Regions from separate parts of the Mus musculus genome. Here all the other regions are linked to region 4. A link is a contact called in public Hi-C, Micro-C, capture Hi-C and promoter capture Hi-C data. All regions are on one chromosome and are shown on one strand. The core of a region is the stretch at or near the end of the contact, and the rest is flanking DNA. Distances in the headings are between cores, read along the strand shown.

Region 1 (4,907 bases), core at 233-2,732, 310 kb before region 4:
CCCCGGGGGGGATATTTTTAGTTGCTTCTTTCTCCTTCACTTTTAGCTTCAGCAGCATCTCGGAACACTCCGAGCGGAGAGCTTGTGGGGGGACGAGGGGGGAGCCCGAGAGGGAGTGGGGGAAAAGTTAAGAGTCTCGCAAAGAAAAGCGGGAGGGCGGCGCGGAGGGACCCGAGGCGCGGGTGGAGGAGGGGACGGGGACCCGGCCGCGCAGCCCGGCGCGAGTCTCCAGTTGGCGTGTGTGGCTAGGGCCAGGAGGGCTGGGATGCACTTTAGTCACGGACTCTGCTCGGGCTGGCGGGGCAGGGGGGTCTGCGAGCCCGCGTCGCCCCGGCTCTGTCTGCTCCGCCTGACCCCGCATTTTATTGCGGCCGGGAGCCCTGCTCCGCCCTCCCCTCGGCTCTGCAGGGACCTCGCGCGCCGCGCGCCGCCCTGGCTGCCTCGCCTCAGCCTCGGCGCGGCTCCCGCACCCCACATCCGCTCGGCTGCCCGGCCTCGCCCCCCGATCGGCCACCCGCGCCCCCCGGCGCCCCCACACCCTCCTCGACCGCCCCTGCCTTCCCCTCCGCCACCGCCTCCACCTCCGCCTCCAGCTCCAGCTGCCCGCGGCTCCGGGGCCGACCCACCCCGGCGCAACCTTTAGCCGGAGACCGACCTCTCCGGTCCCCAGCCCGGCGGGCGGCCGCGCGCCCTCGCCCCGACACCCCCAATCGCCATGTCACGGCCTCGGCCCTGCGCGCGCCCCAACCCCGCACCCTTGTGCACCGGGATCCACACGGAATTTCTTTTTTTTTTCCAAGATTGCAACCTCTCCCACCTCCCCCCACCCGCGACAAAAACCCGGCATCCACACTACTCCCCTCCTCCCTCCTCTCGCCCCCTCCCCCGCAAACCGGAGTGAGGAGGGGGAGGGAAAGGGGGGAAAAGCCCGATCCCAAGGAAAAAAAAGAGGGGGTCGAGAGAAAGAAAGAAAAAGAGAGAGAGAATAGAAAGGGCACGGGGCTGATCATCACCAACATGGCTGCCTCGGCATAGACCTAAACGAGGAGTAACCCGGGCTGTGTCTTTGTCAGTTTCACCTCTGTAACCCTAAACTAATGCAGAAAACAACGGCGGAGGCTGCGGAGGGGAAAGAGGAGAGGGAGGGCGAGAAAATGGCACGAGAGGAGGTGGAGAAGGGATGACTTACGTGAGGGAAGGCGCTTGGGCTGCTCCTGCTTCCTCCTGGGCATTTTCCCCCTTTTCTCACATTCTCCTCCTTGGTTAATGTGAGATCAAATAAACCCCCGTGGGGGCAGACAGGCAGACACTGGCAGGAGCGGGGAGGTAGTTGGGGGGCGGGCAGGGGGAAACCCCTTCTCTCCGGTGTGTGCAATGGGTTGAAGCTTGTTTCCTGGAGCCAGAAGAGGGGTTTTCTTCTTTCCTTTCTTTCTTTCTTTCTTTCTTTTTTTTTCCTTTTTTTTTTTTTTTTTTAATTTTTTGGTCGTGCACCTGGCTTGTCCCCGAGCGTAATATTCTTCAATGGAAACGGATCTAATAGGTGTGAGTGTGTGTGTGTCCTGTGCTCGCGTGTGATGGGAGGTATAAATAAATGAGCGCCGGTGCGGCGGTGTCTATGGCCGCGCGCTGTGTCTCCGAGCCCCTAACACTAATGTCGGGATCAAAGGGCAGCGGCGGCGGCAGCACAGCTCGCAGCTCGCTCTCTCGCTCTCCTCTCGCGCTCTCTCTCTGTCACACACACACACTCACACACACACACAGAGGCACAGACTGAGGGAAAGAGCGAGAGCTAGACACACGCGCGCGCGCATACACACACACACACACACACACACACACACACATACACACACTCAGCAAAGAGGAAGGTGCCCTAAGGCTCTCAGGGCGGACTCAGCCTAGCATTTACAACTGCTCTGTCTGGAAAGCATGGGGGGCGCGCGTGCGGGGGTGGGATGGACTTCTTCGAATTTATCCCGCTAGTCGCCCAATCAAGGGGGGTGGTGGAAAAGTGCCCCCCCCCGCTCTTGAAACATTATTTTACAGATTTTTTTTTAAGGAAATAGGTTGCACTAACCACTTTCTTTTGTGTATTAAACTACGTTTGGTTCTGTATAAAATTCCCCAGGCTTTTGTAACTGAAAGACTGACTCTCTCACCCCATCACCTTGAGTCTGGACGTTACAGACTCTCACATACTCCCTTAAAACAGCCTAATGGAAATAAATCTTTTTTAAAAAAAAAAAAAATGAAAAGATAGCATAGGGTGGGATCAGTGGATGGGTGGCATGGATACCCAATTTTAGAGGGTCCGGTGGAGTTAACACTTGAAAATTCAGCCAAAACTAAAATTACAGGTTCTTGATAAAGAGGGAAAATAAGATTAGGTCACCCCCCGCCCCCCAGGGTTGACTCAACTGCCACGGGTCTATTCCTACAGTGCACACAGTGATCTTGACTTCTGTGATTCACTCCCTGCCTCCCCCCCCACCTCCCCAGAACACAGGTAACTGAGCCTTACCCTGAAGCAATTCTAGTGTGTAGTTTGAGCTCATACAGCAGTCTTCATTAAGCCATATACTTTCATTACTTTAGAAATCACACATCTTGCTTCAAAGAGACACATAAAGAGGGAAAACAGAAAAGGATGCGTCGCCTCACAAAAGGTACTCAGTGAAGGGAACGGGTCTCTCTCTCTCTCTCTGACTGTAAGCCATGTGGATACAAGTTCACTGGGAGGTTGTTAATGATTTAAAACTCCAAAATCTGCTACTATAATTGAAGTAAAAAAAAAAAAAAATTTGGTCTGAAGAAGAGCTGTTTCATAAAACTCTTTGTAAGGGGAAACTTTGAACTTGGTGGAATACATTATATGTCATGAGTCAGAGCTAAAAAATAAAAAGGTGCATTATTTAAACATCTTCCCTTTTGAGGTTTAAAAAATCGACTCATCATCTTATTATGTTAAATATTTTCCTACCAATTTTTTAATAGATGTTTTCATCAGAAGGTGGAGCATAGTGAAGACACAAAAGTTTAAAATGGCATTCCATCAGGTGACATGAGTGACTAATGAGACTTAGAAGTCTCCAGTGGTGTTAAAGAGAGCCACTGGGGTTAGGTTTGGTTACATTTCCTTTAAATGACAATAGCTTTATACTGTTTTCACTAGGAAACTGTAAAGGAGACTGTGTCTCCCAAAAGATGGCTTTCATTAATAGTGAATTCTCAAGATGAACCCCTTCTTGCTGATACCTACCAACATACTTGGCACTCCAAGGTTGCAATGCTATTTGAAGCAGGTTTAAATGCCTTCTGAAACAGTGCAATATCCAAACTGGAACATCAACCTTAAACCAATTCCAAAATACAAAAAAAAAATTGTTTTTAAATGATAGTTAAAATCAGGCATGGTGACCAGTGCCTTTGATCCCAGCACTGGTGAGGCAGAGGCAGGCAGGTCCCCATTGGAGGCCAGCCTGGTCTACAAAGCAAGCTCCAAACTAGCCAGGGCTACGAGTGAGACTCCTTCTCAAAATAAGAAAAACTAGCAAACAAAAAGAGGCAGTTAAATTGTCCCTGTGTAATGATCTGAGATAGATTGTTCACTCCGATCAAGACCAGTCTGCCGTGCCTTGGACTGTGTGTGCATGAGGTTTGAAGCACGTCTGTTCCAGGCAGACTGCTGTGGGCTTGTCGTGCCTAAGGAGAGATAAACACATTGATCATGAGACCGACCACAGCTTTCTCAGAACTTTTACCTAGGACATCAGGATCACAACTCCAAATGGACACAGCACCACCTTTTCCTGAAACTGCAGTGACCGTTCACAGTACTTAGTACACTGTAATTGAAAACACACTTTTGGCCCTTCCTCCAGCTGAGTACATTTCCTGCGACCTTTTAAAGGCATGCTGGCAAAAGCTGTCGACTTTTAATTATATAGGTGTTCCATCAACAGCCAAAAGCATTTTAAATGGAATTTATTCATACCTCCACCTTTTCCAAAAATTATTTGAAGTAATACATAACAATGGGAAATAGAAATAAACAGAGCCTCTTCTGTTTAAATCCCATGTTGGTGTCTGAACAGTAGACAAACCGCTTCAAGGTCATTTGTAGCCACCCCTAATTGCTGGAATGTTAGCGCAATCTAAATGTTAGGAAGATAAGGCCTGGAGATCATCACAACAAAACTCAAAATCAAAATTCGATAGTATGTTTGGGTACATATAGCCAGGAACAATCAGTTTGGATTCTTAAACTCAAATGTTGTATTTGATTCACTGGTCTTTTCATACTACATATTTCTTAAAAAGCATAGTACCCTTCCCACCCCATCTCTATCATTTGTCAAATGTGAATCCTAAAGGCATGCATTCTGAGATGTTTCATAAGTGCTGGCTCACAGGTGTAAATGCCATCTAAGGCCAAGACTTGCTAAAGGTGGGTAGTCAGTGAGATCACAACTCGTAGAATAGCATAGAGGCTGCAGAGGGTCTCCAGGGTCAGAAGCATTCTTACAATGAAAGTGACTCAGCAGATACAGTCACCTGCTGACATGCCTGATGGCCCAAGTCCTGTCTCTGACACCGGCTTGGTGGAACGAAGGAACCAGCTTTCAGCAACGTGTTCTCTGACCTGCACAGGTGTATCGTAGCATGTGCAACATCTCTCCCAGTAAAATGGATGAATTACTGTTTTTCAAACTTTGATAATAATATTTCGATGCCCCTTGCCCTTTTCTCCCATGTTGGCATTTGTGGTGCTGATGCTAAGGTGGTGATGGGTAAGATGACGGTGATGGCAGAGATCAGGCAGGGTACCACACTTAGGATTACTCATCCTATCCGTCATCACATGCACTCAGAGAAAGCACAAAGGAAGGCTCACTTAAGGACATCCT
Region 2 (5,107 bases), core at 2,281-4,780, 280 kb after region 4:
GACTCTTAAAAATGCACCAGCTTTCTAGAAGGAAGGAGACAAGGGGACCGTTTCCAAGAGGCAGGGAACAATTTCTTGCCAGTCACACATTCACCTTCACTTGGTAATTAGTTAACAGTGATGTTTCTTTTTTTGTCTGGAATTAGAGATATCACTAAAAATATATTTCAGAGCTGAACAGTTATTTAAGGCTAACTTAATGATGTATGGAATCCAATCATCAGAAAAAATGTTTCATGGAAGTTTTCTTGCTCAAAGGAATAGTTTAGTCAATAAATTTCATATTAAACAAAGTTTGTCCAGTCAGTTCAACAGTATCCTCTCTATTTCATGAATTTATTATACTATCTTATTTACCATATAAAGTGGTGACAAGTGTTTAGCATTTTTGAGATCAGTTGTCAGTTGGTATTAAAATCAAGATTAATTCATATTAACGATATGCATTTCTCAATACTCCCAGATGACAACATACATTAATACAACTATTACAAGTGATTAAGCACAGTGAAAGAGGAGGGACAAAGAGAAGTTCAAAACACCCCAAATATTTGATTTTGCAATTCAAGTTCAGCAGACTGTTGCCACAATAGTGTTTGGGCAAGTCCTCAGGGCTGCTTTTGACTTTACATCTAATTAGACACCTAATGAAAGGGAAGAATCCTTCCCCATGCGGTTTCCCTCCTTGGTATCTTTTGTGCCTTTATTTATACACATAAACACACTACTTAGGAGTTGAAATACCACAAAGTTTTTTCTCTTTCTGTACCTCACTCCCTGTAACAGTCTGGGGGAATTAGGTGGAGGAAAACATTTGTCTTCCTGATGTTTCCTACTCTGCTCAGAATTTCTTTGGGCATGTGGTCCTTCCTCACTCAACACTGAGAAAAAACATACCCATGTATTTCAGTGGATTTTTATTAGTCATTTGAGATGCTCAACAGTTTATACTAATTAGACCATCCAAAGCCTTTTGAAGATTAAGCAAATTGGACAACCCTTGTTAATTAGAACATAATTTGAAGTTTGAAATTATATCACTGATGAAGTGGTCTAATTAGTATGGCGATATGTTAATGGACCAGCAAGACACTGGCAATGGGGTTTGGCATGGACCTCGCTAAGGCATGCACAAAAATTCTCTCTTTTATACTGGCATTAATAAAAGATTTCTATAGACTCCAGCTTTTCCACGACGACATACAATTTATATACACACAATGCCCACAGTCCTGTTCATTTTTTCACTATTATGAAAACTAATAAATTCGTCAAGCTGAATTAAGCATACAAATCAGACGAGGCATAGCAGATTACACGGTGAAGCTCGGTGTCTCCCGAGCCTAAATGAAATTTCAATCTAATAATTCCTTCCTAGCTGGGTCATAATTTGTTTAGAGATGCTGTTGTACTTCTTTCAAAGCGCTGTTCACACTATAATTAAATGATACTCAAGCTTTTAACTTTGATTTATTTCATTTCGTGAAGCTTGAGACAGTGAGAACTGCACAATGTTATTTTTTTTTTATTTCCTTGAAAATTACCTTGGCTGTTGAGGTAGAAATTAAACACCTAAGCACTTACTTGAACAGTCTTGCACACAGCCACGTTCTTTCATGTCAACACCCCCCTCTCCGAGTCCTTGCCCAGGCTTCTTAGGGCTCTCAGTGGAGAACATGGCTCGTAGGAATCCCCTTTGGCTACTGTTTATTATTTTCCTTTACGCAGGGGAAGAGAAAGGCGGGCTCCAGACTGGCAAAGCAGCAGAGATTTAAGCACCACGGACAGATCCCATCGCGTTGTCAAAGCAGAGGCTTTGGGGTGGGGGGGGGGGGGGAGTATTCCGACGACAGCTTTCCTAACTTGAACCTGCCAGCCCCGGCCTGGATGAGGTCAGGGGAGGATCCACGGTTTCCTGTTCGCCGCTACCGCCGCAGGGCTTCCGGGTGCTGACTCCCAGAGGGCTCCCCTTTCCACGCTTGCCCTCCACTTTGTTTTTGTCCTAGCTCGCGCCAGTGCCTCTTAGGCCTTCTGCTTGCTCTCACACCTGCTGGCCCTCCCAAGCTCCCAGGGCCTGCACCTGTTCCGGATCACCCCTGTCCCGGACCAGCCACCCGCAGGTCCTCATCGGTATATGCACCTAGTGTCTTTCCGCGCTCTGGAAGGCGAGGGTAGCCCCAAGTGCCGCAGGACGGAGGGGAAGGATGGGAAGGAGAGGAAATAGGTTGTGTTTGGGGGGGTTGGGGCTGGGGAGTGGGCCACACTGTCTGCTTTTGAACTGGAACTCAGAATGTGTGTTCACTTCCAGGAAAGTGGTTTGCACTAGCACAAAAGTGGGAGCAAAGTGTAAGCAAAAAATAGTCTCTGCACACAGTGACTGTAGAAATGAAGATAAGTGGGACTTACGCCAGTCTGAGTGTGTGTGTTTGTGTGAGTGTGTGTGCACGCGCGTTTGAGTGAGTGAGTGAGTGTGTGTGTGTGTACGTGTACACGGTGTTAGTGGCATTCGGCAGCACATGCGCTCTGTATTTCTGGCCCTTCTCGTCCTGTCAGTTGCTCCTTTCCCTTTGATTGTAGCTAATGAAGAATAATACATCCCAGAGTCAGGGTTTGCCAGGAGATCCTCCCAAGTCCCAGCTCACCCTGTACTGGACATAGGGAGGAGGTGGAAAAAGAGAAGGGGGTGGGAGGAGAGGAATCTGTACATGTGTTAGAGGGTGATATGCTCATAAAGGGGGGAGTCGCATGCGCATAGAGGACACTAACGGGCTGTGTGGCTGTCCAATCCGCTGAGAGCTGAGGGAAATCGAGGGAGAGGAAGCCCTGCAGCCGGGCAGACCCACGTCTTTCTGCACTAGGCACCCGCCGGGCGGTGGGATGCAAAGCCCGGGGCTGACCTCAGCACGCATCAAGGCGGGAGCTCAGAGCAGAGCAGAGGACCCGGGTCGCCGCAGCGTCTAGATCCTCATCCAGGGGAATCAGGGTCACTGGAGCTGACGGGAGGGGAGGGCCCCTGAAACTTAGTGGTAAGCAGAGGGCAGGAGAGCAGGTGGCCAGGTAAGGTGCACCTCACAGTTCAGGGCTAGTCGCTTCCAAGATTGGCTTGGAACGCAACTTTTAGGGGGAGTTTTTTTTTTTTTTTTCCCGAGGGAGGCGGGAAGATCTGGAGACTGTCATTTAGGTGACTGGCACTGCCGGGTGGGGGTGGCCCGAAGCACCGACCTGGCTAGTTGGGTGGGGTTGAGCTGGGGCGCGATTAGAATCAGGAGTTGCAGGCGCGGCGTAGGAGTGGTAACAGCAGAGCGCCTGCCGGGGCAGGGAAGGCTGCGGGTCCCGTGGCAGAGAGAGAGGGGCGGGTGCAGGGAGAACTGAAAGGACCGGAGCCTGCGGGGAGCCAGGGCGGGGAGAAACCCACCCAGAGCAGTGCGTCCTGGCAGGAGAGGGCGGGGGAGGGAAGGAGGGGGAGGGCGGGCGGGGGTCAGGCGCGGGAAGAGGGGACTATAACTCCACCGCCTCGATGAGCTGGGGCACTTTGGGGTGCTGAGGTCTGAAGCCAGAGCCACCCGGAGCAGGGCAACCTCTCGGGCAGACCTAGCGGGAGACACAGGAGCGGAGCTAGCGGCCACACTGGGAGAACCGGGCCTGGAAGCAGTGGCGGCTGAGCACAACTTTGCAGTGTTGTTCCCTCTGCTGCTCCGGCCGGGTACTTCTCCGGAGGGTCGGGTAGCTGGGACCGGAGTGCGCCAGCGACGAGCGCGCCGCGCAAGGAAAGATGATGATGATGTCCCTGAACAGCAAGCAGGCGTTCAGCATGCCTCACGCAGGCAGCCTGCACGTGGAGCCCAAGTACTCGGCGCTACACAGTGCCTCCCCGGGCTCCTCTGCGCCCGCGGCGCCCTCGGCCAGTTCCCCTAGCAGCTCCAGCAACGCTGGCGGCGGCGGCGGTGGCGGCGGAGGCGGAGGCGGCGGCGGCCGGAGCAGCAGTTCCAGCAGCAGTGGCAGCGGCGGCAGCGGCGGCGGCGGGGGCTCGGAGGCGATGCGGAGAGCTTGTCTTCCAACCCCACCGGTGCGTATGTCTGCATAATCACCGCTTAAAGGCACATTTTGACAGCCTCCTTTATCTGCTTGATGTTTTTTTCATGTCTGCACAGCAAATCACCCCACACCTCCAACCAATCCCCCCTCTCTTAAGTATTCAACGGGTCTTGCCTTTCATATTAATTTTTATGACCTGGGATGCTGCCTGTGCGCGTGTTGTGTTGTGTTGTGTTGTGTTGTCTGTGGCTCACTTTTCCTCCCCCTGCACATTGGCTTCTCGCGCAGGCTTCCCCTCTCTTCTCGCTGCCGAGTTTCAGGATCACTGTCATTATTATTATTTTAACGTTCTGGGAATGCTGTAGGCACGGTGGCGGTGGCGAGCCCTGGGCCGGGGGCTTCCGGAGAGAGCGCTCACAATTCCCTGCTGAGCGTAATGTGTGCCTTCTACTTACAATTGCAGAGCAATATATTCGGCGGGCTGGATGAGAGTCTGCTGGCCCGTGCCGAGGCTCTGGCCGCCGTGGACATCGTCTCCCAGAGTAAGAGCCACCACCACCATCCGCCCCACCACAGCCCCTTCAAGCCGGACGCCACTTACCACACCATGAACACCATCCCGTGCACGTCGGCAGCCTCCTCTTCTTCTGTGCCCATCTCGCACCCGTCCGCTCTGGCTGGCACCCATCACCACCACCACCACCACCATCACCACCATCACCAGCCGCACCAGGCGCTGGAGGGCGAGCTGCTTGAGCACCTAAGCCCCGGGCTGGCCCTGGGAGCTATGGCGGGCCCCGACGGCACGGTGGTGTCCACTCCGGCTCACGCACCACACATGGCCACCATGAACCCCATGCACCAAGCAGCCCTGAGCATGGCCCACGCACATGGGCTGCCCTCGCACATGGGCTGCATGAGCGACGTGGATGCAGACCCGCGGGACCTGGAGGCGTTCGCCGAGCGTTTCAAGCAGCGACGCATCAAGCTGGGAGTGACCCAGGCAGATGTGGGCTCGGCGCTGGCCAACCTCAAGATCCCGGGCGTGGGCTCGCTCAGCCAGAGCACCATC
Region 3 (5,355 bases), core at 145-2,644, 430 kb after region 4:
TCAGCTTAGAAGATAAAGCACAAGTGTATGAATAAATACCTATAGTTTTAATAATACCAACTGTGTTCACACTAGGATGTCTCTCGGGGGTTCCAAGACAACACAGCTGATAATGGGGGCACCCTTACTCCTGTCCCCCAGTAACAGAGGATGAGACACAGTCATTGCTTTAAAGCATAAAGATAATACTGAGAGGTTATTGATGAGATTGTCAGAGTACAATTTACGAAGGACCAAAGAGAGGCCAGAGACAAACGCTGCTCGTTCTCTATGTAGCTGTCAATCATCTATCACCTACCTACCTACCTACCTACGTACCTACCTACCTACCTGCCTGCCTGCCTGCCTACCATAATCATCTATTATCAACCATCTACGAGTCTGTCTGTGAATGGCATGAAAGAATCAGGGGACAACTTCAGAGGGAGGAGACAAGTAAGAGTGAGGAGAGCAGCAAAGTTCAGTGATGCACATTACAACAAGGCCATCATTTAACGTAGACTCAACTGGGAAGAGATTCTTAATGAGGAAGTGTCCAGATCAGACTGGCTTGTGATTATGTCTGTGAGGATGAGGGCTGATGTGCTAACAATGCACACCTGAGTCAAGAAATGCCATCAGAGGGTGGAAGAGGCAGGTCAGCATCTCCTCCCAACGCCATCAATGGGGTCCTGATGCTGCCCTTTCCAACTCCTGCCCTTCACATGGCCCTTTTCTCTCTGTGCTGTCCTCTGTTCCTCTGTTTCACATCCTCTTCCATCCTTTTCTTATAAGACAAAGGACTTTGGAATTAGAGCCCCAGCCCAGTCAATCCAGGACAATCATCTTATCTCAAGAACCTTAAGCTAATTATGTTTGAATTCACTGGTTCCAGGGATTAGGGGATGGCTGGGAGCTGGCACCATTTAACCTATTATACTCAATAGAGTGAGCCTACTTATTACTCCCACAGGGTACATGAAGTAATTGAGATAGAGAGAGCTCCAGGGACTTGCCCAAGGTCACCCAGATAATAGGCTGTGAACATGAGATTCATATTTACTTCTAGAAAAAAAAAACCCACTTTCCTAAAAATAGTTTCAAGAGTTCTCCACTTGGATGTCAAATATAATTTTTGTGATCCATTATTTACTGGACTATCTTACATCACTGAGAACATAGGATGCACCAGAATTCCCCACTGAAAGCAGTAATTCTACTGTTAAATTAGTCACAGCTTATAAGGCTGTTTATTGCACGCTGCATTAATTATCTTTATTCAGGGCTGTGACAAAATGCTTGACAAAGGGGGAAGAAAGATTGTGGATGATGGTTTCTGAGATCTTGATCCAGGGCGCTTACCTCGACTGTTCCTAAGATTGTGCACAGAGAGGTGGAGCATCACAGTAGAGGGCAGTGGTGAGCAAAGAGACTCCCCTCACCTCATGATGAGCAGGAGGCAGAGAGAGACAAAGATGGAGCCCAGAACAAGGCAGAGCAGAAAATGGAGGCCAAGAACACACTCCCAAGTCCAGAGACACCTACTTCTTGGTTTTACTTTTTTTTTTGTTACATATTTATTTAATGTGTGTCTGTATGTGTGGATATATGTGCCACAACACACGTGAAATTCAAAGGACAATCTTGTTATTAAGTAGTTAATGTGTTCTGGTATCTGACTTGGGTCTTCAGGCTTAGCAGCAAGTGCCTTTGTCAGCTGGGCTATCTCATTGGTCCCTACTATTAATTTTATATATATTTACTTTTGTTAAGGTTTCTTCTTTGTTTTTCCTGTGTTGTTTTGAAGCAAGGTCTTACTCTGTAGCCCAGGCTGGCCTGGAACACCTGGTAACCTTCCAGCCTTTGAATTTCAAGTATTAGCATTACAAAGGTGAGTCTCTTTGTTAGGGTTACTATTGCTGCGATGAAAGACCATGACTAAGCAAGTTAGGGAAAAAAGTTTTATTTGGCTCACACTTCCATGTCACAATCCCTCACTGAAGGGAGTCAGGACAGGAACTCAAGCAGGAGGCAGGAGCTGATGCAGAGACCGTGGAGGAGTGCTGCTTACTGGCTTGCTCCCTCTGGCTCACTCAGCCTACTTTCTTTATAGAACCCAGGACCACCAGCCAAGGGATAGCACCACCCATGATGGGCTGGGCCTTCCTACACTGATCATTAATTAAGGAAATATCCCACAGACTTGTCTATAGCTTGATTTCATGGAGGCATTTTCTCAATTGAAGTTTCTTCTTCTGAAATGACATTTGTTCGTGTCAAGTTGATATAAAACTGTGCAGCACAATAAGGCACCATGACTGGTTCAGTCTATTTCTTCAAAGTTCTTGCCTATATAGTTTCCACTACTTCCCAAATGTAGCATTGGGTCACCAAACCTTAGCTAGGGGTAGTCAATTAGTGATGAGAGTACATCCACTATCCTATTGCATCTCTGAACACTGTCCTGGGTACCAAAACATAGGAGGCTTTAAAGGGGTCATTTCATAGTCAAGCAATAACAAATATATTTTACAATAAACTTTATTTAAAATAACCTTAATGTCCTTCTATAGGAGGCTAAATCCTCCATGGTCCAATCATACATACCCTTTTAAAATGAAACATCTATAATTACACTTGATATTTTCTAAGAAAGTAGATCTTGAGTATCCTCAGAAAAATAAGGTGAGTTATGGAATAGATAGTCTAATGATAGTTTGGTTGTGACAATCCCTTTCTAGTCTACATGCATTTCAAAATAGCACATAGTATGTTTTGCACATTATCTCAATGAACCTGTAAAGATGAAGACTAAAAGTGAAGCATGCCTGAATTGGTGTGAAGAAGTTCACTCAGGGTCCAGAGCTGAGTGTGTAAACTGTGAGTGTTTCATATATAACAAAAGAACACATATTCACATGCACTTATATGTGGTGCATATACGGGGTTTTAAAAAAGAAAAGGCATACATTTGTAACTAAATTTGTCTTTGAGAAAAAGAATTGTGGAGCCAACTATGAGGATGGAAGGGAGATTCCCTGTTGTAAATGCTACTGTGTTGTTTGAAGTTACCTTGCTATAGATATGTAGAAGGGGGATGGGAACAGAAAGGGAGAGAAAGAGAAAAGGTGGCTGGTGAGAATCTATGAGCTCTTCTTCTTCTTCTTCTTCTTCTTCTTCTTCTTCTTCTTCTTCTTCTTCTTCTTCATCTTCTTCTTCTTCCTCCTCCTCCTCCCCCTCCTCCTCCTCCTCTCCTTCCTCCTCCTCCTCATCCTTCTCTACCACCTCCTCCTTCTTTTGAGACAGTCTTGCTATGTAACTCAGGCTGGCCTCTTACTCAAACAATCCTCCTACTTCAGTTTCCAGAGGCTAGCATACACCACACTGCTTTACAATTTTTTTATCATCTTCTCTTAATACATTTTGTCTTAGACAATTCATTGCTTCCAAAAAGTATGTTCACATGTGTGTGCACACACATGTTCATGTATGTGCATGTATGTGTATGTGTTCATGTGTACCATTCAATCATCATCTTTGTATGGTTTCTGTATGCATACCATACATCCCACTGCTCTACCATATTCCCATATTTTTGATGTTGGAGCCCACCCCCTCTTCCCTTCCTTCACCAGCTTCTTGTCTACACTACTCTGAATTATGGTCATGTTTCTCAGTTGGTCATGTGCATTAGAAAGTGGGCATCTTTCTCTTGCAGGAAAGTGTGCATCTTGGGAGTTTGAATGCTCTTCAAGCAGCAGAACAGAGCTTTGCTGGACACATATCACTGACCAAGAAATTTAAACAGAAAAGCTATCTAGGAAAATCTAAGTATTCTATGATGTCCAGTTTCAAAGAAGCTAGAAAATGACATGTGATTCAAATATTTGAATCTTACTTAGCATAAACATCTAAAGAAGCCAACGAGGTCTCAGAGCTAAGCGTTAAACCTGTACTATGTACCACGCAAGGCGAGTACATGAGATGTAAATGTTTAGGGAGCTACATTTTATAACCAATACAGACGGCATAAGGGAAGGAAACTGATTTCATTTATAATGAAAGCACAGCTCTTGCTGTCTTTACTTGTGTAGACAAGTAGAGTGGCCCCAATCACACACTGTATAAGCACAAGTTTTGTCATGGAGTACTGTGTGTCAAAGATGGGGACTATGAGTCGCTCACTGCTTCTGCTGCACATGCCCTCTCCACATCAATGCAACTCATACTGTAGTTTAACAGATGCCTCCTCTCAAAGGGAAACGTTCCAAATCACATTATAAAATCACCACCCTCTCACTGCATATCCTTTTTTCATTTAAAACTATTTTCCCTTGTTCTTGGTGAATGGGAGTAAAGGATCATATCACTCTATGTGTGTAACATCCATATATCTTAAAGCCTTTCATAGTAATTGACTATATCTCAGCTTCAAGAGCCAATGGAACTTGCTTTTTCATGCTTCTAGAATACTGTTGTTCAGTTTTGATCTCCACGAATAGGTACACGGAGGGCAGGCACAAGCCATCTCTCCTGATCTTACGATATCATCAAATATTTACAATGACGAAGTAGCAAGGATTAAAAGTTCACTTCGACTTACTGTTAGTGCGGTTTCATATTCTCCAGAAGCCAAGTGGGCCAAGCCCAGGTAGTAAGAAGCCTCCCCTTCCATGCTTCTGTCATTGCCTGAAGTGAGGATGTAGAGAGGTCACCATGGCATTTTGGGGATGAGCTCATCAATTAAGACAATAGGTAGTCACTTTTAAAAAACATACACAAATAAAAATGATCCTTTAACGATTAAAAGAAAAGCACGCTCTCTCTCTCTCTGTATATATATATGCATGTATTTTTGTGTGCATACACACATGCATGCATGAGACTTCACTAAAATTTATCCTAATCTCAAATGCTAGGTTAAGATACTTTAGCAATATAATTATAGGGAGTTTCCTCTATACACACAGCACAGTGTATATGTTCCACAAGTCATAGAATGTTTACATTAGTCTGGCACATGTAGATCTACAGTTATCTAACATGTCTGTAACAGTTTACATGAAACAATGAGCAACAGGTAATAGCTTAACTGCATGTACACACTTGCCACCACCCGTGTTTCTGACAGGACATATGATTAACAAATTAAGACTGCTTGAGTCTTACTTTAAGTGCATATATATATATATATATATATATATATATATATATATATATATCCTCATACAATAATGCTATCAAAGACCCAGTGTGCAACAGTATGGTCAGTTGTACCTCATTATACAGGAGTGGCCACTCACCAAAGAGGAGGCAAGAAAGGTAAATCTACCCATGATGTCACACTGTGAAGCAGCTTGAACAGGCAGGGAGCAC
Region 4 (5,589 bases), core at 1,689-4,188:
ATGGTGAGACAGAAGAGTCACAGAAAGTGACGCTCGTTTAGCACTGATCTGTCTGGCTAAGAACATTATACATAGTTTCTAGAACATGAAACAATGCCACAGAAAGACCTTAACCACAGTCTTGGAACTGGTTAGAACAGGCTGAGGCTGAGGCTGATCCTGAAGAAAGCTAACTTTCAATAACAGTAGCTATTATTTTACATGACTTTCAGTAACAGTATTGTTTTACGTGACTTTCAGTAACAGTAGCTATTGTTTTACATGAGGGTTTCATTCTCCATTACTTACTATTGTGTATGAGCAAGTGTATGCATATGTGGGATTAAACTCTATGCTGTACAGCTGTGTGGATGCTACAGGTCAACCTTGGGTGTTGATCCTCAGGAATTATCTATGTTGGCCTTTGACACAGGGTCCTTCCCTGGGGCCGGGCTGGCTCATGAGCTCCAGGCATCCGTCCTTCTCGCTCTCCAGTGCTGGGATTGCAAGCATGTGCTACCACATCCAACCCTTGAAATATTCTGGGAATTGAACCCAGGTCTCATACTCATGCAACAAGCACTTTATACACTGAACTCTCTCTCTAAGCCCAATTTATCATTCACTATATCAGAGGCCTACACTGCTTATACAGTATGGTATTAAGAAGCCTGGGGCTAGAGTCACGCCTGGGTTAGAGTCTTATTTCTACTGCATGTTTGATCTTGGTTGGGCTACTTAAACTGTGTGGGCAAGTGGAACCGTGTCACCAGAGAGGAAAACTGGTAAGGTGGAGCAGATTAAGGAGCCCCGCCCGGCAATTCTCACAATTGAGAACAGTAGGCATTGGAATCTGCTCCCAACACAGTTCCTGTCCTGGAGCACATGACCTTGACACCCCACTAAGAGGACCATGGTAACTGGTCACGCAGCATAAAGCCCAGAGTTCTCCATGCTGATGAGGTATCTAAATCGGCCCTGACTGTCCAGCCAAGGAGTTTCCCTTCCCCACATCCCTTCCTGCAGGAGGTGTTTACTCTCTGTTCACCCTGGGTAAGCCTATGCATCCTCTTCCTCCACGAACAAACAGTTTGGACAAGCAAGGGCTGTCTCTCTCACCAAGAACCATAGTGGGAGGAAGCCTTTGTTACCATCTGTGCCACCTAAGTCTCCCGCAGAAGGCTCTTCCTTGGTTCGCAGGGGTATGCCTAGGTGCTCTGGAGTTTGGGAACTACAGCCTCAGCCCAGTCCACACCAGGTTGGAACACCTATCTTAGGCGGCGTTTTGCTTCCCCTGAGCAGGTATCACCAACACTCCAAGAGCAGAGAGGAAGGTACATAGCAAAGAACCCCTGTGTTTCATCTCCCCGAGTGGCTCCCAGCACCCCAGCGGCAAGGCGGAATACAGACCTCATTCCTAACTATAAGGAGGCAGCAAAATAATATGCAACAGTTCACATTTATCTGTTATGTTCCAGACACTGTTCTGACGCAGTGACAGATGGCAATGGCTCTGCTCTCAACAGCCACAAGTCCTCCCAGTAAGCGGGTAGCTATGCACAAGGGTGGGTGTGCCTGGCTTGACTTAGCTGTTCAGCAGAGGCATGGAGGGTAAGGGTTTTTTGTTTGTTTGTTTGTTTTTGTCTAGGTGGTGTATAATCTGCATGGATCTCAGAATTCCATCCTGGTTATCATTCTAGGTCCCCCCACCCAAACTATTCTGGAAAGTTCCAAGGATAACCAGTCAAACTTTTTGCAGAGGTCCTCAGAAAGGGGATAGGACGGCACAGACTGTATGAACACTTTAATGGCTTCCTTATCTAAATAGTGTGCTTTCTGCTCCAAAGCACTGAGCATTCTAACATGCACTCTGGGTTTGTGTTTTACCAGCTGGCTTTCTCTGTCCGGCATTTCACCTCTAACTGAAAACTTCTGTCATCTTATCACTGGTGTGAGCCACCACAGCATCTGAGCTTGTCAGAGCTTTACAGAGACCAGAGGAAAACATTTTTATCCTTCCTATATAATAAGGCATCCCACACTCGATCCAGTCAGGCAGAGCTCTTAGAGCCTTGCTCAGTACCCCAGAACTCCAGGCTTATGGAAGATTTACCATCTCCAAACTGCTGACACTGAGTGGCCACCAGTGGCCCTGGGCAGGCTGGCAAACCCCTGTTTCTAGCAAGAGGAGGATATCTTGCATCAGTCTAATAGATCTCAGGAAGGGAACAGTACCTTCTAACCCGAGGCTTGAGTTACATTCATAATTATCTGTCGGTGGCACCTCACAGGAAATGGGACAAAGGAGATGTCAGCTGAGCAGACAACACCCGAGGATGGGCTCAGGCATTCTGCTGTCCTTGAGGGCCACCAAGCACTCCCGCCTACATCGCTGCCTGTGCACTTAGAATGACTGTAAGTCACTCCACAGTAATGCCCCTTCCAGTGCAGGCATGAGCTACTGTGTTCCTCTACACAGACTCTTACAAGGAATTTCCTACAGATTGGCCCTTCCTTCATACTTCAAAAGTAAAAATTTAAAACGCTCCTTTGTCATAAATGAATAGGCTTAGAAAGGAAAATGAACAGAGAGTTATGAATAAATGCTAAGGGCACAATGAGGAGAAGAAACAGTTCTTCTAGTAATGACGATTTGAAGAGGAAAGAGGAACACACACATGAGGCCCTTTGGTGGTGACACCTTGCATAGACCAGGCTTCAGACACAACAGGTAGCCCCCGTCTGCTGCTCAGGCAGGACAGTGAGTTGGAGTTTGTTCGAGGCCGTGTTCTGAGAACATGTCTGTCATCTTGTCCAGATGGAGTGAACTACGGGCATCCTCACAGTTCAGGAGAAAGTGAGGCAGAGCACGGAAACACTGGCCTGGGCAATGCACAGACGTAGGGTGCGGGTGCTGGTCCAACATGGTGTGCTGGCTCCACAGCCTGTGTTCGAGTCACCTTAACTGGTAATTTGCTTGGGGCCTTAGGTGCCCCCAGAACAGGGATCTGTGACAATAAAAACACAGAACAATGGCGGCAAAAGCCCAAGGAAAGGAATGTTTACACAGCACAGCTGGACAGGAAGCGGCGCCTCTTTCAACAGCACTTAAGGCTGGTGGCTTTTACTTACTTTGAACCAAAGCTGTTTGATGACCATTGTCAGCCCATGAGGAAAGTTAAAGATAGCCTTTCTGCCGACCATGCCTGGTTGCAGCCTTATTGCTTTATGAGATGTTTTATGTAAATAAAGATGCAAAAAAGGCCCCAAATGAGCAGCTGGTGTTACAAAGAGGTGTGCTGTGATTGGAGAAGGTGGTCAATGAATGCAGATGCTGATGAGGAAACTCGGAATTCTGTGGACTGAAGATGAGGGAGCCCTCGCTTGACAGAGCTGCAGAAACAATTAGCAGCAGGAATTTGGGAGTGAATTGGATTGCTGAGTCACAGAGCCTTTCTTCAAACATTGGCTGTAACTTCCAGGAGGGGCCACCATGTTTGTGGAGGCTACATGTGGAAAAGTGGGAGGTCACTTTCTTCCTTTTCTATGCTGAGGTAAAAAACTTTGCTAATGGTCACGCTCGCAAGATGTGAAGACAGTACACAGAGCGAGTACTTCACATGGAAACAACAACAAAAGGTCGTAAGACTACACTTCACATGGTCACTACACAGGAAAGGCGCCATCTGATCAGGACGGGGTCCTTGCTTTACTCAACAGAGCTTCAGGAATAGATTTTATTTCCATTTTCTTTGTATGCAGACCTGCATGCCTGTCTGTGCACCATATGCATGCAGTGCCTGGGGAGGCCACAAGAGGGAGTTGGAGCTCCTGTGACTAGAGTTGCAGCTGATAGTGAGCCATGTGGGTGCTGGGAATCGAACCTGCGTCCTCTGCAAGAGCAGCCAGTGATGTTAACTGCTAGGCCATCTGTACAGTTCCCCAGACAAGTCTGTCTGAAGATATGCTTCAATGCTACCAACAGCAGCAGCAGCAGCAACAGCAAAACACTATTGTTACATGTGACATAAAACAGAAGCTGATGCTGTGGGGTGAATGTTCACTGATTCTGTCACCTCTAACATGTAAGCTTAGTGCTCTCTAAACCATTGCACTGCGCTGATAGACAGTGGGAACTTCAGGAAGACATTCAATACTAGTTAAACAGTAGACATGGGTAAGCTATGACCTAGAGTCTCATTAGCCAGCCTAAGTATACACTTGTTTTGTTGGCATGGCTTTCATCTTCTAGCAGGGATTTTCTTCTCCATGGCACAGGATTAGGGGGTGTGGTCTTGTTGGAGTAGGTGTGGTTTTAGAGGAAGTGTCACTAGGGGTGGGCTTTGAGATTTCAAAAAGCCTAATTGGGCCCCTCCCCCTTCCTTTATAACTGAGTGCTGAAATAGTAAAAATTAAACCTTGAGCAGAGAGCTTTGTCTTGGTTCCTTCCTTATCTCGAGCAGCCCAGCCCCTCTTCTCTTCCAGGTTTCCAAAATGCCTTTCCAGGCTAGAACCCATGTTGTGATCTACTGGCCAGACACAACACTATGCCAGGCCCAGTTCTCTTTCTGCTGCTGCCTGCGGATCAGGATGTAGAACTCTCAGCTTCTGCTCCAGCACCATGTCTGCCTACATGCCACCTTGTTCCCAACCATGATGATAATGGACTAAGCCTCTGAAACTGTGAGCCACCCCAATTACATGCTTTCTTTTATAAGAGTTGCCCTAGTCATGGTGTCTTCACAGCAACACAACAGTGACTAAGATAACAGTGACTCTGTAAGAGTGACTGTTCTTACAGAGGACTGGAGCTCAGTGTCCAGTACCAACATCAGGTGTGACTCCAGCTCCAGGGGATCCAATGCCCTCTTCAGGCCTCCACAGGCAGTCTCACACATGTGACACACATGAACACATGCACACAAACATGCACAAATAAAAAACTAACTAAAGCAAAGGCTCACACACAACTACAAATAAAGAAAAAAGCTGGAGTGAGATTCCCGAGCTTTATATTTGCTGGAAGCTGTTTGCTACTACACTCTCCAATTTTATTCCATCTTAATGCCATGGAAACTGAGAAATAAATATCCCATCTAGTTTTCTGGCCGGAAGAATGTGAGAAAACCCTGAGTCAGTTCTGGAAAGAATGCTTTTGACTCTCTGCTTCCCCGCAGTCTTCCTGTATCCTTCTTTGGATACCTAATAGATGTAACTTTAATTTTCCAAAATAGTGCGGTCAATTTTGTTAGCAAATGAAGGGTCACAGCCTCACGATGAAGGGTGAAAGTCAGCGAGTGTGATGTGGGGCTTGGCCTCTGCTGCATTGGAACTGCTAAGGGCGAGGATGAGACAGAGGGCCTGCTCTATCCAGACAGAGGGAGTTCTTGGCTTGTCTGCTCCTCACGAGTCAGGCCTTCAATAGATACGAAGCAAGAGGCATCGTGAGCAAGATGATGTGCCAGCTTTGTGAGGTAAGCACAGTGAACACCAGGGTGAGCTATTCCCCTCACAGCTTTCTAATTTGGACAATGAGGGCATGAGTACTGTGCAAGGTTGTTATGAATATTAGCTGAGATAATGAGGCAAGTTAACCCAATATGGTGCCTT
Region 5 (5,229 bases), core at 2,653-5,152, 510 kb after region 4:
ACTTAGGGAGTCTTGAAGCTACCGTAGAAACTCTCGTGTTTTCTTTATTGACGTGATACTCTTTCTACTGTAGGTCTTCCAGATACCAGGATCCACCCTGGTTCCTTTGGGGTGACACACTTTCAGCTTCACTTTGAAAGGTTTACTCTGATTCTTCTGAGATTAAGACACGGAAAGGAATGCCAGGATGCAGAAGGACTACTGTTGAGGCATCTATGAAATCTGGCAGGAGAGGTATGTGGGAGGAGATGTAGTCAGACCTGTGACAGAGCCGTCTACAGACAGTGAACTGCTAAGATACCCATGGGCCTGGGATAGGGTAGGGGGACACCAAGACTACACAGGAAGGCTTGTGAAAGTCAGTTCGATAGGTTTGATCTCATGTTTCTAAGAACAATTATCACATCAGACTAAAGTATTTCTGCATAATTAAAGAGATAATTTAAATACAGATTAGTATTTTATTTCTGATACATTAGAATCTTATTACCCTGTTTATGACATGATTAACTGCATGAATCATAAACATATTCTATGTTTTTATAACATGTGCATATAGCTATGCAAATGCTTAGCTGCACAGTTAAAGCACACAGTCTGAACAGAAAGTAGTTTTTCTGCAGAATAAGCAACAGAAGTGAATGGTAATTACAAGGGATAACTTCATAATATATTAGCTTTGTAACTCAAAAAGATCTTTTTTTTTTTCTGATCAAAAGTTATATCAAGTTGGTTTATCTGGATGCCCAGAATTTATTAAATCGAAGTCTTGAACATAACATGTGATAGAAAGTTAATTCTCATGGATGTACTTAAAGGAACACCAAAAGGCTCCCCTAGCCTTTACAGAAGCTTACACCAGAATCCATGAAACCTTTATTGCAGAGTATTCAGCATTATGAAGTACAGTGGAGTGAATTCAGTTTTAAGTCCCCAACTAATGGGTTTCTAAGGGGAATAAAGACACCAAGAGCTACCACACCCTCCATTCAGCATACTCCATGTTTCAGAGGGAATGCATACTGAGGCCCCATTCTGCTTTCCAGGGCATTACAGGATGGTCTATGGAGCCAAGGAGTCTGAGTAGATATAGAGGCCTTTAAAAGATTCACCAAGGAGTTTCTCACATACCAGACAGACTCAGTTATGTATGCGCGATGCGGCAGTGTCAAAGAGTTCTGATATGGCCCATATACTCCACCTTGCCACCCCTCAAAATGGGCCTTCCTGTATGTTATACAAAAAAACAAGTGGGCTAGCTAAAATTTTCCAGAAAATATAAGCATATAATGAAATCAAATGCAAATGATATACTCGGGAACGAATCTGTGGCTTCGTTGTCACACATATCAACTGCAATTTTTTTTTCATATTGTAAGTCAACGATTCCAGCATTAAAGTTTCAGCTGCCAGCTCCTTCATTTTGCTCTCCTCTGATCTGAGAGCAGGAGCAGCGGGAACACCTTTACTCTTAAATTTAGTTTAATGTAAGTATTGCAAGCCCTGCTGGCAAGCCTCAAGGCACAAACTCTGAATGAGGGGTGGTCAGAGCTGAATTATAACGTGGGGGGAAAAGTTATTAACTGCATGCTGGAGAAACCTCACTCGACCCATCTGCGCTGGAGAATGGAAGCTAAGCCTTGGGGTGGATGTCTGGCAGGCTCTCTCTCCTTGGTCTCAACCCACATCCTACCTTGCCTATGATTGCTAAGCAAAGGTATTTTATTTTCTGTAATCAGTGGGTGGTTGCCACTTCGTCTATTTATACAATAAAAGTGTGTAGTTTGAATTACAGGCTTCATGTGGCATTTGAAATACACTCAATATTCAGGGTGTTCCTGTACCAAATTATTTTCCTCTCTTTGATGCCTTATAAGTTTGATCTTATGTTTCTTTTTATTAAGGCAGGAAGTAGCTACATTCCCACAAGTAACAGCAGCAGAGGAGGACAGAAGAAGAGGAAGGGAATGCCAGTGTGTGGAGGAAGCTCTCATTTCAGGCTTGTTCTGTTTTAGAGTGACAAAAGCCCCTGTTCACTATTAATGCGACTTGAGTCATTTTCCCATGATTCCCAGCCCTCGCTGTCCTAACTTCAGCTCAGCAATAAGGAACTTAGTCCATTCCTGCTGTGCACTACCTGGCCTAGGTCAGCAGTAAAAATGGAAGCCGCCCTCAACCCTTGGCCATCGGGTCCACCCCAACTCATCCCTACAGAAGAAAGCTGCAGGCAGGCAATCACTCAGTGAGAGAGAGGGAGGGAACCTCTGAAGCTGGTACCAAAATGTACTCAGGCCCTGGAACCCAGGCTGAAGCAGTGCACTAGGGAGGACCCAGGGGGCATTTCCCCCTCCTCTCCAATGCCAGTGAACGGGCAGTGCTACACGTGGCTGAGGCAGAGATCAAAAGGCTGCCTGGAGCCATTCTACAGTTGGTATTCAGAAAAGATTTGGCACATCCTTTGATCTGCTGGTTGGCACTCACATCAGCTGCAGTTACAGCCTCTGAGTTTGGCCCCCATGTACAAAGACAAATGAGAATGGAGAAGCAGGGGAGAAAGGTTTGAGAGTTCTGGGTCAGGCTGTATGTGTCCCGTGGTGGGAGTTTACATTTCTGGCTCCCAAGTGAAACTCTTCAAAGTGTAACCCTTGTGCCCACTCCCCCTTGACATGTCCCCAACAGGATCCACAAAAGGAGAGCAGATGACTGTGTCCTCTGCAGTGGCAGTTCAGAGAGGGACGAGTCTTAATGACTGCATTTCCAGGTCCAGCCACTGTGACGGTGAAAGCTGAGATGAGGGAAATGGAGCCAACAGACCCAGCAGAGAAATGATTATGCATCACTGAGAAATTCAAAATAAATATGATCTCCCCCCTCTATGATACAAAGTCATTCTTATGATTCAGAACTTTTTATATAAGAATTCTTTAGCTCCAAAAACATGAAGGGAACCACAGGATACATTTAGTAGACTATTTTTACATGATTGAAAAACAAGCTCACATAAATAAGTTTGAAATTTTGGATACTCCTAGCATGTTGTGGTAGACAGCTGGATGGGTTGTGAAATAAATAGTAACCACACATTTCCCACCACCTAACATTTAGTAGTAATGCAATCAAAACATCAGGTAGGGAAAGCCTTAGACGGTAAGGCACATTTTATCCAACTTACATTTGCAGATAACCGATTGCTCTGGGCTCTTAGAGGCCTGTCTGAAAATTCTGTAAGCAAAATACTACAGCAAAGAAAAGAGAAAAAAATGTTTAAATACCTAGCAAAATAATTCCTCTGTGCTCCTCATGTCAAGAAACAAGGCTCACTCACACCAGTGGATAATTAAGTAGCAGTACTGTGCACCCAGCATATATCATATATTTAAATGAACTAAAAAGTAAAACATCCCAGTTAGACACTAGGAAACTAATCACTAATTCAACAAAATGCCCCCCACCCCACCCCAAACATCTGAAACTCCAATATGGTTCAGGATGGTTCTTTCTCTGACATTTGTGAGCCCGAGATGTTTTTAATGACAGCTGATCCTTCTGTTTCCACCCACCTCGGAACAGGTCTGCTGTGCCTAGAGAGGTTTGGTTTTTCTTGGCCCACCAAGGTCCAAGGGGCAAGAAGAGCGCCTTCTGCGAGGGAATTGATTTGGGGGGATGAGTGGAGAGGGCCTTTTCTCTCCTCTTACCCAAGCTGGGGCCCAAGTAATGGAAGAAGGGGTTCTTGGAAAGGAAGAGCCGCCCACTCTTCTGGGAGCTGACCAGGTCCTGTCCCCAGCCTTGCCCCACAAACCTTAGAAAACTAGCTCTGGGCCTGTGATTCTGTGTCCCTGACTAAGCTTCTGCAGGCGGTGGGTGCTGGGCGCGGTACTCTCATCCCAGATTGTTGGCCTGGCTTGGTGCAGACAGGGGACGCTGAAAGCGTCTCCATGGAAACAGAGGGGCTCGGCGGGCCAGATGGAGGCGTAGTTAGGCTAAAATGGGCTTTAGGATTGGTCAGCTCCAAGACTCTTCAAGTGAGGGGGCGGTGCTTGGAGAGTGGGCCTGTTAGTGAGTGGGCGTGGCCTGCAAGAGGATCTGGTTCCTCCAGTGAACCCGCCAGAGAAATTCCCACAATCCAAGGGCCTTCTGAATGCCCCTGAGTTGTTTCCTTTTTTCAGTATTTCCATGCATTCAATTATTTCTTGTGAATATGCAATTGATTATTGTGACTACCTATAGCCAGCACCATCTCTTGTCTACACCAGGAGAGCCTCATCTGTTCTCAGGAATTCATTTTGTAGCTTTAAAGTAACTCCATTTGACCCGTGTGAATTCTCTCCCGGACTCTGCTCTCTGCTGATTTTCTGCACGAGTGTTTGTGAGTTCTATTTGCTGTCATCTCACAGGTAAAGATCTCTGAGTTAGAGGTCTAGAAAACTCTCTCTCTCGCTTGTTTGTATTTATTCTCCCCGCTTGCTGTTCCTAACTCTCTGGAAAGTCTATGACTGATCTTGTGCTGAACATGAGGTTCCTTAGAGATAGATCTTTGCAAATGAAAGAAAACTCAAACAAAAATAAAGGGGAAACAGTTTCCTCCAAGTGAATGTTGCTGGCTTCAGCTAGTTTTTTTTTTTTTTTTTTTTTTCTCAAGGGACTTGGACCCTTCTGAAAGTACTGAGGACTTAAGGACATGCCGATCTTTACCCACATAAAATTAATCTCACTTTATTCTTTTCACTTATAGATGTCTTTACTATGAGCCTATCTTCCCCGAAAGTGTCAGCTAAATGTGCGTTTTTGTCTTTCCTTTCTCTTGTCCTGTAATAGCATGGGGACAGGAATGTGGTATGTATTCACACAGGATTTTTAATTAAATGAATGATTGACAGGGAAGACAGAAATTCCTCCAATTGATTCTCTCTTCCCTGTCTAGAATTCAAAGTGGAGTGGGAGAAGATACAGATGACCACTTAAAGCTGTTACTTACCTACGATATCCAGAGTATCTTCTGATCTGTGCTCTGAAGATGGGTATTTAGGATAAGTTAAAACTCTCTTCAAATGCAAATTCTAATCCTCCAGTGGATGCCACCACATCCTAACCACTTCCCATAATAGATCTCAATACAGTGTGACATCCCGCTCTCAATCCTGATAGGAAAGTTTCCCTGAGGCCTCCTGTTTTGACTCCGGTGTTTTATTGCATGTGTCCCCTTGCAACACTGAAGAAAGAATATTCTAG

What was found. Promoter capture Hi-C pulls out the DNA fragments that hold promoters and counts their contacts. A called contact is a pair of places that touch in the nucleus more often than the background predicts. Capture Hi-C pulls out chosen DNA fragments and counts their contacts.
Region 1: a contact with region 4 is called in a Micro-C map of embryonic stem cells, with 4 times the contacts expected there. The contact joins the promoter of Zfp827 here to the enhancer-like site in region 4. A contact is called at or near these places in 1 of 484 Hi-C or Micro-C datasets (embryonic stem cells) and 4 of 115 datasets of contacts at active chromatin or transcription factors (craniofacial prominence, embryonic stem cells, forebrain and 1 more).
Region 2: a contact with region 4 is called in a Hi-C map of embryonic stem cells, with 1.7 times the contacts expected there. The contact joins the promoter of Pou4f2 here to the enhancer-like site in region 4. A contact is called at or near these places in 3 of 39 promoter capture datasets (embryonic stem cells, liver and pre-B cells), 2 of 484 Hi-C or Micro-C datasets (embryonic stem cells and nephron progenitors), 5 of 115 datasets of contacts at active chromatin or transcription factors (embryonic midbrain, embryonic stem cells and neural tube) and 2 of 9 other capture datasets (embryonic stem cells and liver).
Region 3: a capture Hi-C map of embryonic stem cells shows a contact between it and region 4, with 4 times the contacts expected there. The contact joins two enhancer-like sites. A contact is called at or near these places in 3 of 115 datasets of contacts at active chromatin or transcription factors (all in embryonic stem cells) and 1 of 9 other capture datasets (embryonic stem cells).
Region 5: a promoter capture Hi-C map of embryonic stem cells shows a contact between it and region 4, with 4 times the contacts expected there. The contact joins the promoter of Ttc29 here to the enhancer-like site in region 4. A contact is called at or near these places in 10 of 39 promoter capture datasets (the 3T3-L1 cell line, the C10 cell line, cranial neural crest and 5 more), 1 of 484 Hi-C or Micro-C datasets (trophoblast stem cells), 3 of 115 datasets of contacts at active chromatin or transcription factors (bone marrow-derived dendritic cells, embryonic basal ganglia and large pre-B cells) and 1 of 9 other capture datasets (liver).

The regions. Positions count from the first base shown.
Region 1 is chr8:79,025,012-79,029,918 of GRCm38.p6, reverse strand. It overlaps Zfp827 (zinc finger protein 827), which reads right to left and starts at 1,482. Exons shown (of 15, transcript NM_178267.3): 1 at 1,190-1,482. The coding sequence starts at 1,232.
Region 2 is chr8:78,435,070-78,440,176 of GRCm38.p6, reverse strand. Pou4f2 (POU domain, class 4, transcription factor 2) reads left to right here and starts at 3,530. Exons shown (of 2, transcript NM_138944.3): 1 at 3,530-4,066; 2 at 4,499-5,107. The coding sequence starts at 3,773.
Region 3 is chr8:78,281,615-78,286,969 of GRCm38.p6, reverse strand. Ttc29 (tetratricopeptide repeat domain 29) reads right to left here. Exons shown (of 14, transcript NM_183096.3): 9 at 4,583-4,668. Among named protein-coding and RNA genes, the nearest start is that of Ttc29, 71 kb to the right of the region's middle. Within about 2 kb of position 1,394, at least 8 of the 459 cell types and tissues checked have an H3K27ac peak or open chromatin away from gene starts, as enhancers often do. A contact at or near this core is called in embryonic stem cells, where this site is marked.
Region 4 is chr8:78,717,675-78,723,263 of GRCm38.p6, reverse strand. The region is part of intron 10 of Slc10a7 (solute carrier family 10 (sodium/bile acid cotransporter family), member 7); the gene reads right to left. Among named protein-coding and RNA genes, the nearest start is that of Gm39203, 46 kb to the right of the region's middle. Within about 2 kb of position 2,938, at least 43 of the 459 cell types and tissues checked have an H3K27ac peak or open chromatin away from gene starts, as enhancers often do. A contact at or near this core is called in embryonic stem cells, nephron progenitors and trophoblast stem cells, where this site is marked.
Region 5 is chr8:78,212,015-78,217,243 of GRCm38.p6, reverse strand. Ttc29 (tetratricopeptide repeat domain 29) reads right to left here and starts at 3,902. Exons shown (of 14, transcript NM_183096.3): 1 at 3,696-3,902; 2 at 3,173-3,236. Gm39202 (a long non-coding RNA gene) reads left to right here and starts at 3,951. Exons shown (of 3, transcript XR_878950.3): 1 at 3,951-4,394.